Linked DNA regions of Mus musculus: region 2 is linked to region 1. The links are chromatin contacts, called in public promoter capture Hi-C maps. All regions are on one chromosome and are shown on one strand. Each heading gives the region's core, a stretch centred on a gene start, on an enhancer-like site or on the middle of the called end of the contact. The rest is flanking DNA. Distances are from core to core; before and after follow the strand shown. Region 1 has its middle 16 kb from the start of Slc35f2. Region 2 has its middle 30 kb from the start of Tnfaip8l3.

Region 1 (3,174 bases), core at 571-3,070:
GAAAGGAGGGAGCAAGCTCAACCCCAGTACTCACATCTCTTGGTTTCCTGACAGTGGACACTATGTAACCAGTCACCTCATGGTCCCACAGCCATCCTTAATCATCAGGGAAATGCAAATCAAAACATCCCTGAGATTCCACCTCACACCAGTCAGAATGGCTAAGTTCAAAAACTCAGGTGACAGGAGATACTGGCGAGGATGTGGAGAAAGAGGAACACTCTTCCATTGCTGCTGGGACTGCAAGCTGGTACAACCACTCTGGAAATCAGTCTGGAGGTTCCTCAGAAAATTGGACATAGTTCTACCAGAAGATGCAGCAATACCTCTCCTGGGCATACACCCAGAAGATGCCCCACCATGTAATAAGGACACATTCTCAATTTCTAATAATCAACTCTTTACTTCAGAGGTGTGGAGGGGGGGGGGCTTTGTGGAACCTGTCATTATGTGTCGGGCTTATTCCACATAACATAATTACCTCCAGATCTATTCATGTTGCTGCAAATAACAGAACTTCATTTTTCTCTAGTGCTAGAAGAGAACTTGACTGTGGCTATGCAACTCATTTCTTCTGTCTATCCATCCGTTGACAGATACGTGGATTGTCTGGCTGTTATGAATTGTGCTGTATTAACACAGAAATATGAATGTCTCTTTGACATACTGATTGTATTTCTTCTAAATATTTCCTGTAATTGGTCACTGGGTCATTTAGAAGTCCTCTTTAATTTTGGAGGAACATCTCTGGCATTTGCCATAATGACTGTGCTTCTTTACATTCCAAGCCAGGGTGTGTAGGAATTCCTTGTCTTCACATCCTCCCTGACTGTTGTTGTCTTTAGACTTTCCAAAAGTTGCTCTTCTTACTAGGGTGAGGGAGTATCTTACTGTGACTTCTATTCACATTTCCCTGATGACTAGCAATGTCAGTTCTTCTCCTACACTTGTTCCAGTTTGAATGCACCCTCTTGGAAAATGCCTAATTAGATCCACTGCCAACCTTTAAATGGAATTACTTGGCTTCTTGGTTCCTGAGCTTTCGAAATGCATTCTGTGCCCTGGGAGTCAGGGGTCTGCTTTACATCTGCTCTCTTGCATCTTGTGGGCTGTCTCTGGATCCTGTTGCTTTTCTCTGTGTTTTTGGCAGGAACTTTTAGTTCGCTGCAATCCCGTTTGTTTATTTTTAGTTTCTTTTGTTTTGGGGTCTTGTGAAAAAAAAATCCATCCCATTTCACTGCTGTGAAGCATTACACCTATTATGTTTTTCTTATAATAAGAACATACGTTTCTTATTTCAGGTTTTACACTTAAATCTTCAAGGTATTTTTGAGTTGATTTTTGTACCTGGTGAGAGATAGGCATCTGATTTCGTTCTCTATCTAGTGGATAGCTGATATTCTTCAAACCATCTATCGATAGATGGCCATTTCTACAGTGCATGTTCTTGCATTGTTGTCTTCTGCTGGTTTGTTTCCTGCAACAGGGTCTCTGAAGAGCCAAATACAGGCAACCGTGGCCTGGGAACAGCCTTAGGCATTCCCCAATACAGTGTTCCAATACAGTAGCAAACTGGTGCAGCCACTATGGAAGTCAGAATGGAGAATTCTAAAGAGCTACAAATAGATCTACTATGACTTAGCTCTATCACTCCTTGGCAATATGTCCAAAGTACTTAACATCATACTCCACAAATGTTTGCTCAATCATGTCCTGTAGTCTCCCCTCTCCCAGCCTGAAACCTGCTTGCTCAGGGGTGGAGCTTTCTGCTCATTCGTTCTGCCACGCCCACTGCTGGAACCTGCGGAGCCACACACGTGCACCTTTCTACTGGACCAGAGATTATTCGGCGGGAATCGGGTCTCCTCTCCCATCCTTTATAACTAGTGTCGCAACAATAAAATTTGAGCCTTGATCAGAGTAACTGTCTTGGCTACATTCTTTTCTCCCAAAAGGTACCGAGAGCCACGGGTGTGGGTCTTATCAGTACCCACGGGAGGAATCGGGTCCATGTCCACCCAAGCCAAGGTTAAAAGCCCACTCATCTACGGATGAGAAAATCATTTGATCACCTCAGTTAAGCGTTGCCTTATTTAACTTAATTAATAGGGGGGAGAGAGATTGGAGACGTACTATTGAAAGGGCAAGCCCTTCACTGCCTCTGCCTCCCACCCAAATAAAAAAGCCAATTGGCTTTGTACTACAAGAGCCGGTCGAACTCCTTCTCCCTGTTTCCCACCTATCATCCAAACATGCGGAGGAATATCAACTTAGTGTTATTCTTATTATAGTGTATTTCACATTTGTTCAGTCAAACTTAGCCAGAGTTCCAACGCCCTACTTAAAATTCAACTAGAAAGTTACCTACCAAGTACTAATTAGCATTATAAAGTCAGAGCCTACAGCTCCAGGCTTTTCAGTTAGTTGTTTACTAAGAAAGGTCACTCTTAGCCAGATACAGTTTACCATAAGAAAAGTTAAGGAATCCCAGGAAAGCAAGTTTTTTCTTTAGCCCTAGATTCCAGGCAGAACTATTGAGCATAGATAATTTTTCCCCCCTCAGGCCAGCTTTTTCTTTTTTTAAATTTTGTTAATAAAAGGGAGGAGATGTAGTCTCCCCTCCCCCAGCCTGAAACCTGCTTGCTCAGGGGTGGAGCTTCCTGCTCATTCGTTCTGCCACGCCCACTGCTGGAACCTGCGGAGCCACACACGTGCACCTTTCTACTGGACCAGAGATTATTCGGCGGGAATCGGGTCCCCTCCCCCTTCCTTCATAACTAGTGTCGCAACAATAAAATTTGAGCCTTGATCAGAGTAACTGTCTTGGCTACATTCTTTTCTCTCGCCACCTCTTCTCTAGCCCCTCTTCTCTTCCAGGTTTCCAAAATGCCTTTCCAGGCTAGAACCCAGGTTGTGGTCTGCTGGCCGGACACAACAATGTCCATTTGCTGTCTATGAACAAAAGGTAGGAAATAGGAAAAAAAAACCTAAATGTCCTACAATCAATAGATGGATAATGAAAATACGATATATGCACACTATAGAATACTGTTTAGCAGAAAAGAAAAATGAAATCATGCAGGTGAATGGTTAGAAGTAGAAAAGATTATATTGATTGAGGTAACTGAGACCCAGAAAGACAAACATGCTCTCTCCCATTGGAGGCTCTTGGCT
Region 2 (3,015 bases), core at 317-2,816, 340 kb after region 1:
ATCTGTACTCAGAAGAAGTTGGTTGTGTGAATATCAGGAGAAGAAACCAGCCGTGTGGCTGAACTCAGGATAAAATAAACGGGATAATAATTTGAGTTAGTCGAGAAATTAGACTAGCTTACGGCCTAGACATATATTCATAAGTAAGCCTCCAAGTTGTTATTTGGGAACCCACCCTTGATTACACTTAAGCAACCCATTTAAAATTTAATGTAAAGTTCTAGTCTTATAAAAGTTACTGTTGTAAATTGTTAATGATAATTTAGAAAGGCAAGTTAAAGATCAGTCACCTATAAACAATCAAACTTGTATTCAGATTAGGCACTGGCTTAGTTAATTACAGAAATAAGCTTTCTTTAGCCTCCTATAAATGCTTTCAAAGTTATACATCAGGTAAGTACCTAGAGCAAGCAACATTTGTCTATTTAGACATACTTTAGATACATGGGTTATCCTGAAATACTTCAGAGATCCCAAGAATATAGCATTTAAGATGTTTTGATAATAAAAAGGCTTTTTGTGACAGAGAGCAGCTCCTGGTAGCACCCTCATTCTCCTCCAAAAATGATGAGGACCAAAGAACCTCCACCTAGAGTTTTCTTCAAGTGTGGCAAAGCTAGACCCTGGGCTATACACTGTCCTGTGCCTTGACTGCTGACAGCACACTGTCCAAACTGTGGGCAAGTAGGACATTGGAAAATCAAGTTCTGTACTTTGCCAAGATAAGGAAGGACAGTCCTTCAAAATTCCTGCTGCACAGGGAAGTCTGTCAGATCTTCTGGGTCTGGTGGCTGAAGATGGATGCCCCAGCAACATAGGGTAACCTTGGGTGACTGTTTGTGTAGCCAGTAGTCTCTGTCATTATTATAGACTGGAAGATGCTTGCTCTGTGCTTCCTGTTTATGCAGATAAAATTTATCCTTCTCAGGTCTCTGATGGGGTTGAATACTAGTCATGGTTTTACAGTTTTCCTTGTTTTCAGATTCAAAAAGAAGAGATATGAAGAGATATAAAGTGTGTAAGATTAAAGACATAAAAGCTTAAGTTGTTCAGGGTCTAAGGAAGTATTTTAGGGTCTAAGAAGATCTTTGAAGGTTGGTAAATGCAAGTTATGAAGGTTAGAGGATATGAAACTTGAAGCAGTGATAAGAAAGTGATTTAGATATAGAACTTTGGACTCACTAAGATAGGATAGATACTGAGTTCCTTCTCCAAGCTTACCAAAAACAAATGAACTGGGCATTATGAATATAATTCTTATCTTAGTGTTCCCATAATTGTTCTTATTGTGACTAATTTATTGATATTAGAGGTAAAGTCATTTCTCAGACTAAAAGGGGGAGATGTTGGGGTGACCTTCTTTGTATAAAGATATGTCCTTGTATTTTTCAGTTGTTGACTGCTGTCCCAGCACAAAGCTAAGTTCTAGCAGGATTTTGGTGGTATTGTCATTGCTATGGCCCATCACTGGTTTTCTGCATGTAAATGCTTGTCCTTCCTCACCTGCCCAGAAGATGAAGGTCAGGCAACCCAAGGGATAGACCTGGTGTTGTCTTTCCACTGATTGGTTCAAACTGGAATGTGTCTTTTGTGTAATAAAGAGCTAGTGGTCCAGGGCTGGGGCAGAAAGTATTGGAGTGTGACTTCTGGAGAGAGAGAGAGAGAGAGAGAGAGAGAGAGAGAGAGAGAGAGAGAGAGAGAGAGAAGCAGAAGGGAGAGGGAATGGAGCTGTAAGCAGGCAGTAAGAACTGTGTGGGGAGATGTTATATAAGCCAAGGTTAAGTTAGATAGCTAGCTGAGAGAGTGCCCCAACAAAATGCCAATACTATACAGAAGTCTCTTCGTCTTCATTAAACCACAAGCAGGATCTGAGAAAGCCCTGCAATAAAAGATTGTTGAATAATTCAGGTGATATTCGGAGTGAAAAATGCTGGACGTAAATGATGGATAAAACCACAGTAGAACTGTATAGGTTAAAAAAATAAGAAAATAAATAACAGCAGAATAACTGTGTACAGCTCCTTTGAGAAAGGTCTGGGGAGAAGGCAGTGCAAATTCATGATAATAAAGTTGTATGACAAGCATGGCGGTAAATGTCACACCAGAAAACTAAAAGAAAAATTCAGAAAACATAATACAAGCACAAAATCCAGAAGCAAAATCTTGGCAAAAAACCTCAAACACAAAGCCTAGTGAAAATTCTTGGTAGAAAATGCTGTATGAAAATGTCAGACCAAAAACTCAGGGGAAAAAAAAATCAGGGCAAAATACAGGCACAAATCCCAGGACCAAATCCTAAAAGAAAAATCAAGACACAGAGGTGGGTAAAATATTTCTGGTAAAAATAATGAGAGAAAATACTTGAAGAATCAGGTGGGTCAATAGTCCAGCAGTGTCAGGCAAAAAAATTACAAACAAACAAACAAACATCCTGGGAGCATAATCTGGGTTAAATAAAAACAAAAAGAAAAACAGCATAAACCCAGGGTGGAACTTTTGGGATACTTTTTGAATAAAGAGCTGAGCCAAGAGGCGGGGCCCAAGATCCAGGTAAAAATTTCAGGAAAAAACCCAGGGTACAAACGTTGCGAGCAAAGACAAGGCAAAACCGCAGGCTTAACTTGACCTATTGTTCCTTACCCGACAAGACAACTTGTTGAACTTGGTCACGGAGCCTCATGGACTTTGGGGATCCCTTATCCTCTTTGCCTCTAGATCCAACCTATCAGCTTAAAGGTCAGACAGAGCTACTTTGTCCAGGAAGCCTATATGTTGCAAACGTTGTGAATGTTACAAATGCGCCTGTTCATTGTTTTCCCTGTATAAAACCGGGTTCTGAGGGCATCACCGTCTTTGAATCCAGCATCCTGGCTGCATCCGTGATTAATCAGTTTTGGAGTGTGCGTTCAATAAACCATCAATACCTGACTGGGGAAAAAAATAATCCTGGTAAAAATATTGAGTTAAAAGGTAGGCGGGAATCCGTGCGGAAATCCATGTCTAAGTACGGGTAAA

What was found. Promoter capture Hi-C pulls out the DNA fragments that hold promoters and counts their contacts.
Region 2: a contact with region 1 is called in a promoter capture Hi-C map of embryonic stem cells, with 4 times the contacts expected there. The contact joins two enhancer-like sites. A contact is called at or near these places in 9 of 39 promoter capture datasets (cranial neural crest, embryonic stem cells, hippocampal neurons and 5 more), 3 of 484 Hi-C or Micro-C datasets (all in embryonic stem cells), 1 of 115 datasets of contacts at active chromatin or transcription factors (embryonic stem cells) and 1 of 9 other capture datasets (embryonic stem cells).

Annotation. Positions count from the first base shown.
Region 1 is chr9:53,754,176-53,757,349 of GRCm38.p6, forward strand. No RefSeq gene overlaps it. Among named protein-coding and RNA genes, the nearest start is that of Slc35f2, 16 kb to the right of the region's middle. Within about 2 kb of position 1,821, at least 11 of the 459 cell types and tissues checked have an H3K27ac peak or open chromatin away from gene starts, as enhancers often do. A contact at or near this core is called in embryonic stem cells, where this site is marked.
Region 2 is chr9:54,097,320-54,100,334 of GRCm38.p6, forward strand. No RefSeq gene overlaps it. Among named protein-coding and RNA genes, the nearest start is that of Tnfaip8l3, 30 kb to the left of the region's middle. Within about 2 kb of position 1,567, at least 6 of the 459 cell types and tissues checked have an H3K27ac peak or open chromatin away from gene starts, as enhancers often do. A contact at or near this core is called in embryonic stem cells, where this site is marked.